Linked DNA regions of Gasterosteus aculeatus: region 2 is linked to region 1. Evidence: chromatin contacts called from public Hi-C data. All regions are on one chromosome and are shown on one strand. The core of a region is the stretch at or near the end of the contact, and the rest is flanking DNA. Distances in the headings are between cores, read along the strand shown.

Region 1 (6,933 bases), core at 733-3,232:
CTTTGCCTGGGAGGTTTCCAACAGTCCAAAGAAATTATGGCTTAGAATAGTTTTCTAGTTATTAAGTTGTTAAGCAACGTGTTACAGGGTTCAAACTAATTAAAGACTGTTTATTTATACTCCATTCATTTCTATTTATGATATGGGAGGAATTAAACCTGCCTTTTATGAAGCAAGAGATTTAAAATTGGACTCTGGCTTCTGAAAGGTCAACAGTGAAAAGGAGTGAAGGTCATTTGTAACTTGATTACAGGAGCAAGATGCAACATTCAGAATGTCCAAAGCACTTAAGCAACGTTTTGCACCATTAGATTCACAATAAGAAAGTAATGGATGAGGCCCCAAAGGGGCTGCCTGACAAAGGGTGACCACTACAAACTGGATTTTCCCGTATAGTCACGAAATCGTTGTACTTTTCCATTACGAACCTTTTCTTTCTCGTATCTAAATGAGGGTGGGTGGTAGGCGGGGGCGGACCAGCTGTAGGGGAAGTCGTCAGAGTGGTTTGAGGCAATACCTGAAAAATGAAAAAAGTACAAAACACAACAGTTTCGTCTGCAGATTTGGAGAGGTATCAAATATAAATATTAGTTAACAAAGTGATGCAGAATGACTTCCTCTCGCAGTGAAGCTGTGATTCTTACTGTAGTTTGAGGATTTCTGTATCCTTCCCGAATATGCCGCTGCTTCCGATCAAATCTCTACCAAAAATACCATCAATCTCACCTGGATGGAATACCTTGCCCACAGACATGGTGTGGTACCCTCTGGATTTGAAGTACTGTGGCAGCGTGGTGTAGTTCCCAGAATGGGTCCTCCAGTAGGAGTTGAAGTCGTAGAGCCTGATGGTGTCCGGTCTGCGACTGGTCAACATGGACGTGCGACTGGGAGCGCACACGGCTTGCTGAGAGATGCAAGGACACCTTTAGTTCCCCCCGTCGGGTTGTTCATCATCATACAATGAACACGTATGACGCGCACTGACCTGCGCGAATGCATTAAGGAAAACCTGGCTTCTGGATGCCAGTTGGTCGATGTTTGGGGTTTTGGCCACAGCGTCTCCGTAGCAGCCCAATGACGTCCGCAAATCATCGGCCATGATGAAAAGGACATTTCGCCTCTCTGAAAGGAAACGGTTCATTTATTACAAATTGTAGCACTTAAATTGTGTGTTTATTGTAATGGCTCCTATATATAGCAAGTTGTAAAATCAGCTTATTTAATGAAATTGCACTTTCTTGTTCTTCGGAGTTTGTATCCTTATGGTTGAATGCACTTATTGTACGTCGCTTTGGATAAAAGCATCAGCTAGATGACATGTAATGTATTGTGAAATTATCCAAATACTAAAGCTCCAATATTAAAACTAATACCAATAGCAAGTGGAGAAACACTAGGATGCTGTATTATTTAAAGAGTATTCAAAGGGCTTCTGATGCGGATTAAAGCTCAACAGAAACTCAATCAGCTCTACGGGACAAAGCCCCATTCAGGGAGTAAATTGAATTCATTAACGTGAGCTTGCTGTGGAGACAGCTTCTATTCAAACGTAATAAACACTCATTAAGCGCTAACGCAAACTAGTTACGCTGATTTACGGACAGCAGAACACCACTCAAATAAATCCACAAAGCGCAGAGATGAGAGAACCACCATGTGCTGTAAAGCCTGCGTGATACTATCACAGGTGTTTTTATGTATCCGACCGATGAATTATACTAGAAACAGTCCAGTGGTCGTTACCTCTCCATGCAACAACCGCAAGAGTCCGGGTGTGAAGCACCAGAAGGAGAAGCCAGATGCCGAAACAGCTGTACATTGTGATTTGGAAGATGAGACTTAACGACACAATAAACTTTGGATTAAGTTTACTTCTGAAACGTTAAGCTTGCATCCCCACTTCTGCCTCGTCCTCCTCCCGCAGCCTGGCAGACAAGCACATCAGCTGGTAGGTGTCGTCTTTAAATAACTTCCTGATTATCGCGTCACACTTGAGGGAAATGTTTTCATTCGTCTGTTTGTTTATCGCCCCGCCCTAAAACGCTAATCATATTGGTTCAATCATGTGTCAATCATTTTTAATGCCAGGCAAATGTCGCGCTGGCTGTGGCTAAGCGATGTTAGATGAAGTAAGGTCTCACTCTGCAGCAATTGGACTTGCGATTGTAACAAGATCCCTAACAACCACGGAACGTTTATGAATGTAAGTCTAGATTTGAATGGGAAGTCACTGTTAAAAGGTTCTTGGTTATTACGGTCAAGGTAATTATCTTCTCAGGCATTACGTAACATCTACGTAGAAACAGTTTTGACAGGCTTTGAAAATCCTCGATCTCTCCTCCACTCCCTGCAACAATGCTGGTTAAATTTACATTTTAAGGAAATTATAAAAGTGGAAACGAGGTCCTCAGACATTATCTATTATATAAAATAAAATAATTAAAAGTAGGCTTAATATGAATGGTGTAAATGGGGGTGTAGTAACTGTATATGCATAACGAAAAGTAATACATAAAAAAATATTTCCATATTTATTCCAGCATGTATTCTTTATTCTCTCCATCATATATATCATCGTTTAAATATTTCTTTATTTGGTTCAGCATTTATTAATTTATGTATTCATATTTCTTTATATTTTTACATTTATATTAATCATATATTTAGGTATCAGTGAATTTATTTGTATATATGTTCGTGCATTTATTCATTTTATTTTTTTTCCTGTCCTCGCTGTAGGTTTGCTGGCTGGATTTGGGCTGTTTCTGATGAGCACGTTATCGTCTCATACATACACGATCTTTGGCCACAAAGGCAGCAACACAAAACATGGCTGACACCGCAGCTAAACGTGAAATCCACGGCGTCGGAACCGAGGAATCGCCTCAGAAAGTCAAGAGAGCGAAAGCTGACAATGAGAATGGTGGCGGAGGAGTTGGAAATGATCCTGAATCCGAAAATATTCTGTCAGAGTTTAAAACGTCCTCCGTTTTGAGCGATTCTGCCCGGGAGAAAAACATCTTTATCCACGGAAAGGTAACGGTAATGTTGTTGTTAGCTGTAAGAAGCATTTTAGCTAACTCACACTTGCTTTGGTTAAAGTGTGGAGAGCAACGTGTGACTTAAGAGCAACATGTTTTCATTGTTGTATTAATTCAAAGGTCTTGAGTAGTTTCGCGAAGAAAAGATGGGACATTAACTTCCGGTTTGATATTTCAAAATAACAGTCTGTGCTTTATTGTGAAAATGTATCTTATAGAGACTACTGAGAAGGCTCCGAGCGGGTGTTTTGCATTTATTTAAGGGGGATGTGTCAGAATTGACACAGAATTGATGTCTTCACCAGCTGGCCGATCGGGAGGCCGTGGTCATCCTGGAGAAGACGCCCATCAGAGAGGACAGCCTGGATGAGCTCTTCATGGGCTCCAAGCTCTCGCTGGAGATGAGGAACGACATCTACAGCACATATCGGTTGCAGGCTCCTCCGCAACTCAACGGTACGGTCAGAATGAGGTAAACTGACTCAAGGGAGCATTGAGACCAAAGTCCCATAGTGTGTGTGTGTGTGTGTGTGTGTGTTTCTGTTTCGCAGAGATCAAGGCCACAGTCGTGTGTCCGGCCACAGAGAAGCATGTAAAGAAATACCAGCGACAGGAGAGTTTCCTGGTGGAGGAGACGGGAGAGGACTATCAGTCCATCACTCTGCCCTACATTCAAAAGCAGAGCTTCAGCGTGCAGGTCGGCGCCCTGATGTCTCCTCCTCTGCATTGGCACCGTAAAGCCTTCCTGTGACTGTGCATTGACCCTCCTCCTCTCCGACCCTTCCAGTGGGTCCACAACATCCTGGAGAAAAAGGCAGAAGCTGAGAAGATTGTCTATGAAGATCCAGAACCTGAAGTTGGGTTTGTCCTCCTCCCAGATTTTAAATGGGACCAGAAACAGGTGAGCCAACATTATTACTTATCACAGTATGTACCACGGGAGACTTACCGTGGAATGCATGTCAGCCTTGAGATGTTAGACATTCAAACCATCAGGACTGCAGCCATATCTCCTCTCCTGATAAATGATCATCTGTGATGTTGAGCAGCCGCGCATCAGACGGGCACAAATATCCCAACTTAAAGGATCTCGGATGACGCGGTTTGACGGAATGTGTCGTCTGCCATCAGGTTGATGATTTATACCTGATCGCCATAGCACGCCAGAGAGACATCAGGAGCCTCCGAGACCTGACGGCGGAGCATCTACCGCTGCTGCAGAACATCTTTCAGAGAGGAAAGGTGAGGGGGGGGGAGAGCAGAAACCCGTCTTCTTCTTCCACCCGCTGCCTTTTTAATGTCCCCTTATGTTTCAGTCACATTCTTCAACCCATTACACTTTCTCCTTGAGAGCCAGGACAGGACATGGCTCTTCATGATTAGAGGGAAAGGCCAGTGTCCGTGTCAATTTTGTCAAACAATGACAAAGTCCCTGTGGTTGTGACTTAGGAGGCCATCCTGCAGCGCTACAAGCTTCCAGCCAGTAAGCTGAGAGTCTACCTGCACTACCAGCCGTCCTACTACCACCTGCACGTGCACTTCACTAAGCTGGGCTACGAGGCGCCGGGCTGCGGCGTGGAGCGAGCCCACCTCCTGGCCGACGTCATCCAGAACCTCCAGTCCGACTCCCGGTTCTACAAGAGCCGGACGCTGTACTTCCCCCTGAGGGCAGACGACGGGCTGCTGGGCCGGTTTAGGGAGGCGGGCAGGCTGTGACTTTTACAGCCTCAAGTCCATCCCCATGCAAACTGCGGTCCATGGAGGATGCTTTAACACGGGATACACACAGGCTACATAACAGAATGAACGATCACTATTTTTGCAATAATCTTCATGTTTTTGCTGATATGAGTCAAACCATTGGCTAAATAATGTGTCTGTCTGCCTCTGTTTTAAATGTTTTTCTACATGTTGCTGACTGAATTAAAGAGTCCTTTCTTTCAATACCCGCCTGTTAAAGTTGTCACTTTCATTGTAATATTTGAAAAGGGGGGGTGAAACAATTACAATGGCCTGGATTTCTAAGGCAGACACTTGTTTTTCATGACGTGTCGTGGTGGTGGAGCAAAGCGTTGGATGAGGTCGTGTGAGGTGCTTCTTGTACAGCACAGAGGCAAATCAAACCGACAAACGTTGTGAAGGTAGTGTCACTACCTAGGCCACAACACTAGATGGCAGCAGCAATCTCAAAACATTCAAGCTTTTTCACTGAAACTTGACACGAAAACAAACTTGCTAAGTAATAAAATGGGGCTTTTCCTTTTTGTTTGTGTCACTTTTCCACCTGACTATATTAAACGTGAGTCTGGTTGCAAACATTCGGAGCCGCAGTACCACGTTTGGCTCTTCTGCGTGCATCTCCATGCTGCTCAGGTGAAGAACGCCAGCTGCTTTTTGTCTTTAGGTCTGGTTCTTTGACTCTGCGGTCAATGAGATGCTCACAGTTGATGTATGATTCAATTGTTTCTTATCACGGACGATTCTTGCAGAAGACATCATTTTCTTATCTTATCCGAGGTCATTTGGCCCGATGCGCTGCGTTGTGATGTTGTATTCAAGGTTCCCCGTAACAATGTAAACTGATCAACAGGATCCGACCCTGTAATGAAATAAGAGACTCAATATATCCGATCGGACCCCCTCGTTAAGGACGCATTGGTGGTCTGTTGAAGCCCAGCCAGCTCTAACTATTTTATGCTCGAGTTCATTTAGAATGTCCCACTAGAAAACACAGTATTGCCCTTCTGTCACAATCGCTACATTAAAAACGTTTTCCCTTAAATTGTTCTTAACCCGAGCCACTGTTTTAATCCATGGATACTTTACTTCATCTAACTTTTATTTGCACAGTTGTGTTTAAACTACAGTCCCTCCGCCCCTCGCGGTGCGGATGCTGGAGCATTCCGAGCCGCCCCTGAACGCAGCACCGTGGAGCCGAGGACGCAGGGCAGGACCACGACAAATAATCCAATCACTAGTCCGCCAACACCGCTGATGTCTTGGTTCCAGTCTCTGAGGGATGACTTCTCCCTGAGGCCGTTTGAGACCGAGCCCTCGCAGTAAGTCTCCCCGAGTCTGAGAGCGAACTCCGGCTCCGTGAGGGACAAACTTGTGCCGGAGATGTTATTTATGAGCGTTATTATCGCACCGCGGGGGATTATGACGTTTGGCCGCGGATCGATACATGCGGTCGATATATAGTGTCCGAAACGCTTTGCTTTTGTTTGAGCTCCGGCTGGAGTTGTGGGGGCTGGGGGTGTGCGGGGTGGTGGTGTCTGTTCGCGCTGTGGCTGCTGCTCGAATTATTCATAAGAGCTCTCGAAGTTCTCCACGGAGTTGTTAAACGTTTGGTTTTGTATCTCTGAGATACTGTAACGTCATTGATTTTTTTTTTGCCGATGTATGTTCATGTACTTGTTGGCTAAATAATGTGTTTGGGTGTTGATGGTGAGATACACCTTTTGCTGGCGAAATAATTCTACTCTGCTCACCCTGAACATACTTTGATTTAGAGGACAGTACTTTTTAGTCATTAATGTGCATTTTAGGTTAAAATCTATTCCAAAAGTGGCCTGTTTGGTGTGAACTGTCTTACATTTGCTTATCTGTCAATAGGGCCCTTGTTATTATCTGCTTTTAAGTGTGTTATTTCAGAAGAGCTGATTGTATGTGCATGTCCCAATCAGCTATAGGCCTACTTTAGAGGTCCCACTCAAACCGTCCAACTTTCTCTTGGTAACACAGCGAGATAACAAACACTTTGTGTGTGAGCATGTAAGTGTTTGGTAGCGGCAGGTCAAGGACGGTCCAGATTAAACCGTTATATTTCACGGCCGACTCAGAATAGAGTCACGCTGTCGGTCGGCGTGAGAGGATGAAAGGTTCTGTTGAT
Region 2 (6,822 bases), core at 309-2,808, 140 kb before region 1:
TCTCTCTCTCTCCAGTCATTCCCTGTCCTTCAGTGTCTGACCTAGTTTTGGACAGCCTTTCTTATACACACACACACACACACACACACACACACACACACACACACAACCAGTGTTCCTGCAGGTGCTTCAAATCCTTGGAAATTGTTTGAATGTTAATGTGGTGTTTTTCGAATCCGGAGACGTCTGGAATATTGATTTGCGACGAGCTGGAATTGATCAAGGTCACAAAACCGCCTTTTCAGACTGTTTGGCTTGTGGCGGGCAGTGCTGTTTTTATTCCCATCATGCTCTATGGTTAACTCTGGCATCTTCATCTGGGGCTGCTGCTTGTATTTGTGTGATGCAGAACAGTGCTGGCATGTTGCCCCAGTCTACCGAAATACACACACACACACACACACACACACACACACACACACACACACACACACACACACACACAGTGTATCTTCAAAATATTACTTCCGATACATTTGGACTTCTCGTGTTCTGGCCTCATGACTGAAAACACGCGGCCTTCTGCGTAGGAGGCGGCGAGGGGTGATGTCACAGAGGCGCCGCGGTCCCGGCGACGGCACGTGCTCAGCGAGAAGTTTTCAACCATCTGGTCGGTCATTATTCGCGGCGAGGCGCGAGCGGCGACGGAAGGGAAAAAAAAGAAAAACGTGCCGCCGGGCAATGTGTCGCCACGAGGGAGCGTGACGGAGAGCGAGGGCGGCGGGCCGCTAAACTCGTTATTAACACGCCGCGGCCCAACTAGGGGAGCTGGCGGGCGAAAATAGAGAAGCAAGGGGTCATAGATAATATATACGAAGAGTCCTGATTCTTTTTGTTGTCAGCGTGCGCGATATGGTTGATTTACTCAATCCCATGTGTACGGTTTAAGCACATGCAAAGAGAGAGTCGTGGTTTCTATGAGGAGCCCACAGAAGGAAATTCTCCTATTTTGTACTGAATTTGCTTAACATCATGTACGTAACATACATCGACTCGTAGATTCATTTACCTTCTGAACGTTTGTGACTAAAGGTAGGTATATTAAAATGCCCAGCTACTGGTTTAAATGATACAGGGGTGGAGGGGTCTGGCTCCGGCCTGGGGGGGCCCTTCTCCCCCTTGTGGTGGAACAGAGCATCCCCGTCGCTCACTGAGAAGAAAAGAATCCCCTTTGACGAATAGGGATATTCCCCCGTTTCTGAGTCCGTTGCATCCTATAATTCATGATCAGCGGTGATCAGTGACATGTGAGAAGCGTGCAGGTCATTTCACCGACCTCCCGTGCTGCTTCCTGCAGGCCGAAGACGCCTCTGATTCCACGTTATCTGGCACATTTAAGCCCCTTTTCACTGAAGTGACACACAAAGCGTCACTTTATGGGGCAAAGAGCGTCAAGGGTTATTTGTGCGTAAGCTCCATGGGGTAAAAATAACTCTTACTTGTTATGAAGGAAACACGTTTGCACTGAATATATGTCAGTGTGACTTCAGCCCTCTCCCTCCCTCCTTCTCCCCGCTCTCCCTCTTTCTCCCTTCCTCCCTCCCTCCACCTCTGCCTGCCTGACTGTCAGCTCGCCTCGACCACGTAGCAGCTTCCTGGCAGCGGCAGCCGCTTGTGTCTACTCTCTCCCTCCTCTCTGACTCACACACACACACACACACACACACACACAGACACACACACACACATAGTCAGTCAGTCAGCACCAGTAGCCGATGTAGAACCACGTAGCACTAGCTTTGGATTTTAACCACCAGCCGAAGCGACAATGGATCTCTTCGAATTTGACTTTTTCAGAGACTGGGAGCTGGAGCAGCCATGGTAAGTCCTGCGCACCCTGCTGTTATTATTATTATTGTTGTTATTAATATTATTATTAATATTAATGTTCGCGTTTAATGGGGACGCTTTGGGCGTTTTTCAAAGAGGAGCGAGCGGTTTTCTTCCAGTTGGAGATGTGAAGGAAGCCAAAGTGAGTCCCGGAGAGACTCGTGCAAACCGTCTTTCTTTGTCACAGTGAAGCTGCCGCTGTGGCTCGAGACGAACCGGGAGGCTCGCGCGCAGCCTGCTCCAACGCGCACACGCGCGCGCGCGCGCGCACCCATGGGCGCACGGCTCGTTTTCCTCATTGACCGCCGCAGAGGGGCTTCTGGGGGGGGGGGGGGGGGGTCTGTTAGTTGTCGATGTGAGCCCGCGCCGGCTCGGCGTGACTGAGCGGTGACACGGCGCGGTCACGCTGACCCGCCACGACACGTTGGGTGACGCGCAGGTCAGCGCGCAGCGGGTCTGAGTTGAGTCCATCCAGTGGTGCAGAGAACGAGGTCAGGTCAGCGTGGCCTCCACCTGCAGCACAGGTGGTGCTGATGCTGGTGTGTCCGGATTGCGATTGAGATGTGTTTGGGATTGAGATTAGTTTGTGCATATTGTCAAGTTCTCTCCAGCGTAGTTGTGGTTCCCATGTGAGTGTGAGATGAGCTGCAGGCTGGTGGTGATCAGAGCGACTTCTCCACGAGCTCAAACCAGCCGTTGGTGGATTGATTGGTGGATTGCCAAAAAAAATCTGCAACTTAGCTTATCAATTGGCCTTTCTGTTATAGGAAACCTTGCTTCCAGTCTCTCTGATGAGTTGAAATGATATCTTTGGGTTTCAGATGTACCGGAAAAACCATCACCCTGGACGCTTCTTACCAAAATATCCATTTAGATAATTGAACAGAAATCCCTTGAGCGTTGTTTTCAAGCTGGTCGGATCAGAAGTGGCGTGGCTCAGTGTCATTTTGAAACACTTTCGCCTTTATTTACTTTGTCCACCAGAGAGCACTGGTAGTTTGATTTTTATTTTTTAAAACATGTAACATGATATGTTTAGAAAGTACAACAAATAATAAGAAGGAGAAAAATAAGAGCAATCAAAATGGTCTATGATCTGTAAAGCTGCATCCCAGGTCCCTGACGTGCAACTTGTATTTAGAACCCTCGGTTAAGGTGTCGCGCATGCAGCAGAGGACACAGGAACAAAGACTCACACGGGTCGGGTGTCATTTGAGGCTTTTACAACCTACAAGATGACTGAGAGGCCGAATGAGATTATTCTCTTCTTTTGAAATTCCTTGCAAAATGGACTGGTAGAGAAATCAGACACTATGGGACATGCAGGCCAGCTAGTCAGCTCAGGCCCTGGCTGTACTGGCCAGCTCCCAGTTCAGACTGCAGTTATACAGGGAGCTTTTATCCAAAGCCATTTACTATTTACTTTTTTGCCCAGTTACAGCCAACCCTGAAATTAGTGGATTCCTGGGAGAGTCTTTTCTGGATGAATATAAAACAAAAAAAAATGTCAGCGTGGGTAAAAAACAATGTTTCATTCAAATTTCTACAAGCCGGATTAATATTGTGCTTAAGATGTTCTGGTTGTTTGAGGTGACGTGACATCCACATCTATCGGGAAACCCTTGATGTGAAAAAACACGCTGTGTTGGATGAATCCTGTGTTGGGAGGAGGCTGTTTTACAACTAGTAAGGCGAGTGAGGAGGGCCGTCTCCACCTCCACCGGGTGCTGTAGTGGGGGGGGCGACAACTTGGCAACCGCGAAGCTGCTGCTTCGAACTGCCGTACTCAGCAGGGGAGAGATGTGACACACACTGCTGTCCCTCAGCAGCCACACACGGGAACCCTCCCCCCTCCCCCCACTGTGCACGGTACTTAACCCCCCACTGCTGAAGTGGAGACGCTCTGGGCTCAACGGCAAGCTTGTGGGGTGAGGGGGGGCCAACACATGTAACCCGCTGCCAGCGGCACTCCATCACGCTGCTCACGATCAGGAATCAGGAGGCTCTCACAGCAGCAACAAGAAGAAGGAAAAAATGGAGGCATGTGGCAATTAAAAGAAAAAAAAGAAGAGAACAACAGGCAGAGCTGCTGATTGGTGGACGAGTGAAGCCTGTTTAGATCATCACCTGCCATTATAACTGTGTGTTTATTAGGGCAGGAACTCTTCAAAGGGCCACAAGTTAAATCTGAAGGGCTCAGATGATTAACAGTAGAAAAAAAAATCATTATGCCCAGCATGCAGAACCTCTTACTCAAGAGTACAAAAAGAGTTAGGATGCCTCTGGTTCCCGAAGGAACTCTCTGCTAAGCAGCGCTGCACTCTGTGGATTTTTGTACCTTTATGTTATGTGATATCGCAGTATCGTAATCAGACAATTACGTATTTATGCTTCTTCACCAGAAACACTAAGTACAGGAAACCCAAAATGAACCAGATGAACATTTAATATCCAGGAGTTCCGGTTATGGACACTATCATGGACCACGTAGACCATTTTCATTATGTGCAATCACGTATTTGTAAAAGAAAGAAAAAGTTTCACACCTCTGAAGTAACTAAGGAACTTGAGCAAGGTAAAAAAAAAAAAACATATTCCCTGTCATGTTTCACGTGTGCAAAGCAGCGCCAAACCTTTAGAGCAGTGGTCACCAACCTTTTTGAGCCCAAGTTCCCGACCTCTGCCTTGCTGACAGGCAAGCTCTATTGATGAGAAAGAGCCTGTCCAGTCTGTACTTGGAAAACTTTTTATTTGGCCTGATTGTAATAGAATGAGATCAAACACTTTGGTCCAGCTTTCAAATTGATCTAACCAAGAACACACTAAATGACCTAACTTCAGTGCAACATAAAAAATGAATTATTTGTTGATAATAATAAAAACACATTTGCAATGAGCAGGCTGGATGGACTACAAATACTCTTTTATTTATTAAGTTACAACACACACACACACACACACACAACTCAGTCAGTGCAAAATGCAGAACTGTGTCCCATCACCATGCCATCAGAAGTCATGTGATGAACACCGTCTGTTCTGTGCACCGTCGGTTCATAAGCACAGACAGCCAGTTTGAGGCAGTCTGTGAGCTGTCAGTCAGTAAGCCGGCTCTTTTGATTTTGTGATTTCTATCTGTAAACGTCTCATTTCACAGAGGTAATTTGACCCAAAGTAGGCACTCACTCTTAGTGGATGTGCTGGGAGGAAACTTCTCTTTGCTGACTGGCCCCCAAAAGTCCCTGTTTCTTGACCTGGCTTTCAGCACTATGCCATTTTGCATATCGACCATCTCTACGTCCACTCCACCTGGCAAAGTAAATGCTTTCTGGGACTTGGCAGGAACCTCCTCTGTATCAGAGGAAAGCTTGGTGTTTACTCGACCGGTGATTGTTTCCGGCTTTGACATGACTTGAATCGTGTCTGAAGTTGTTCTAGTGTCGCCGAGCGATTGCGATCGTTCTACTGCTGATCTACTGCTTTAGAGCTTCAAGAAAGACAACCGTGCACCGTTAACATGTGACCCCGCCACGTCGAGACGACAAAGACTTGAATGGCATGGAGAAGAAGAGCTTAGCCAGGAGAGGATGTGACGGTGGAGGGGCCTTTAAACGCGGTCGACTCGTTACCAATCGGTCCGTTTCATGCGTGCTGAGCCCTTATAACAAGGCAAAAATAAGTAAATACGACATTAAAGTCTACTTTTCCTTCCAAAAGAAAAGATGGATTTGTTTATGAACGGCTCCCACGCTACTCATGATGGCGACTTCTCCTCAGCAGTGTATTCTTTACCAGCAGCTGTGACGTCTAATAAGCGTTAAAATGGACTCATGTCCAAGATCACAGCAGGAGAACACCTCAACGGTGGGTGGAAAACCACAACGGAGCGCGAGGGAGAGTCATTTTCAAATGGACCTATTTTTTCCTTCGGATCTGAGATCTGCTTGAAGGCCGCCGCACACCTTCAATGGGAGCCGTGAAAATCAGTCAGATTGGGAGTTAAAAGTCTGCCACTCGCCATTGATGTGCGGCTCCCGATTTTCCTTTTTTATGGGGAATAAAAAAGAAAAAAACAGAGCGAGAGAGAAAACAATCTGGAAGCACCCCACGTCTTTGTTAAATCGGAACGATTCCAGCACCGTGGGTCTCCTCCTCCTGAAGAAATACCCTTTCATCTCAGCTCCTCTTTGTTGCGCTTTCTCTCCCATCTCGCTCCTTGCTTCTTCCTGTCGCCCGCAGATCTGAAAGCTTGGTGTGATCGTGACAGGACCCGCGTTGAACGTGCCCCCCCCGCTGTAATTGCGCATCATGTAGCCGGCTAATTATGGCAGTGAAATCTGGGGGAGACTTCTTTGACTGTTAATTGACACTGATGGTGATAGGTTCACCATTTAAGTAGTTTATAAGAGAATTGATTACACATTTTGTCAGCATAGGATTAGAGGATTCCAGCTGTGCTGTTTTGCAGCTTCAAAGTTCAAGAAACTGTGGGAAGAAATTCCATCATAAACATCCCATTTGATTATTCAATTTTCCCTTTTTTAGGCTGCTTTAAAATGGGACTCCCTTTTGCAGTTTCCAGACCATGTAAAGCATTCTCCTCAAACTCGCGGCCCGCGGGCCACATCCGGCCCGCCGCCAGAGTGTGGACGACTTTGGCGTACCGTCAGCGCCACCCCCTCGCCGGCCGTACCGTTCACCGGTCGTATCGTCAGCGCCGCCCCTCCATATGATTTTAATGGTCTGGCCCGCGTTCGGTCGAGGTGGGCAGAATCTGGCCTGAAATGAGTTTGACACCCTTTACATTGTAAAGACATGTGTGGTGAGCTCCCTAGTGGAGAACACCAGGCCCACGAGGGGCAGCGGTGACAAGGCTCAATTCACAGTCAACGTTCGGTCTCATGGCCCAAAGTTCCACGTGCCCGTCGATCCCCCCGAGCTCTTAATCAGCTCGGTGGCACGCGTGAGCTCGTCATCCATCACGCCATGCGA

What was found. Hi-C and Micro-C count contacts between places; a contact is called where the count stands out from the background.
Region 2: a contact with region 1 is called in a Hi-C map of tail fin, with 2.1 times the contacts expected there. The contact joins the promoter of aff2 here to the promoter of ids in region 1. A contact is called at or near these places in 4 of 6 Hi-C or Micro-C datasets (skeletal muscle, tail fin and whole body).

What each region holds. Positions count from the first base shown.
Region 1 is chr4:16,826,318-16,833,250 of fGasAcu3.hap1.1, reverse strand. It overlaps ids (iduronate 2-sulfatase), which reads right to left and starts at 1,982. Exons shown (of 13, transcript XM_040172899.2): 1 at 1,744-1,982; 2 at 986-1,122; 3 at 727-904; 4 at 429-517. The coding sequence starts at 1,819. dcps (decapping enzyme, scavenger) reads left to right here and starts at 2,066. Exons shown (of 7, transcript XM_040172901.2): 1 at 2,066-2,203; 2 at 2,740-3,036; 3 at 3,347-3,497; 4 at 3,593-3,738; 5 at 3,829-3,942; 6 at 4,173-4,283; 7 at 4,491-4,985. The coding sequence starts at 2,830. The coding sequence ends at 4,757. LOC120817089 reads left to right here and starts at 5,946. Exons shown (of 16, transcript XM_040172889.2): 1 at 5,946-6,100. The coding sequence starts at 6,036.
Region 2 is chr4:16,962,078-16,968,899 of fGasAcu3.hap1.1, reverse strand. It overlaps aff2 (AF4/FMR2 family, member 2), which reads left to right and starts at 1,558. Exons shown (of 26, transcript XM_040174066.2): 1 at 1,558-1,821. The coding sequence starts at 1,769.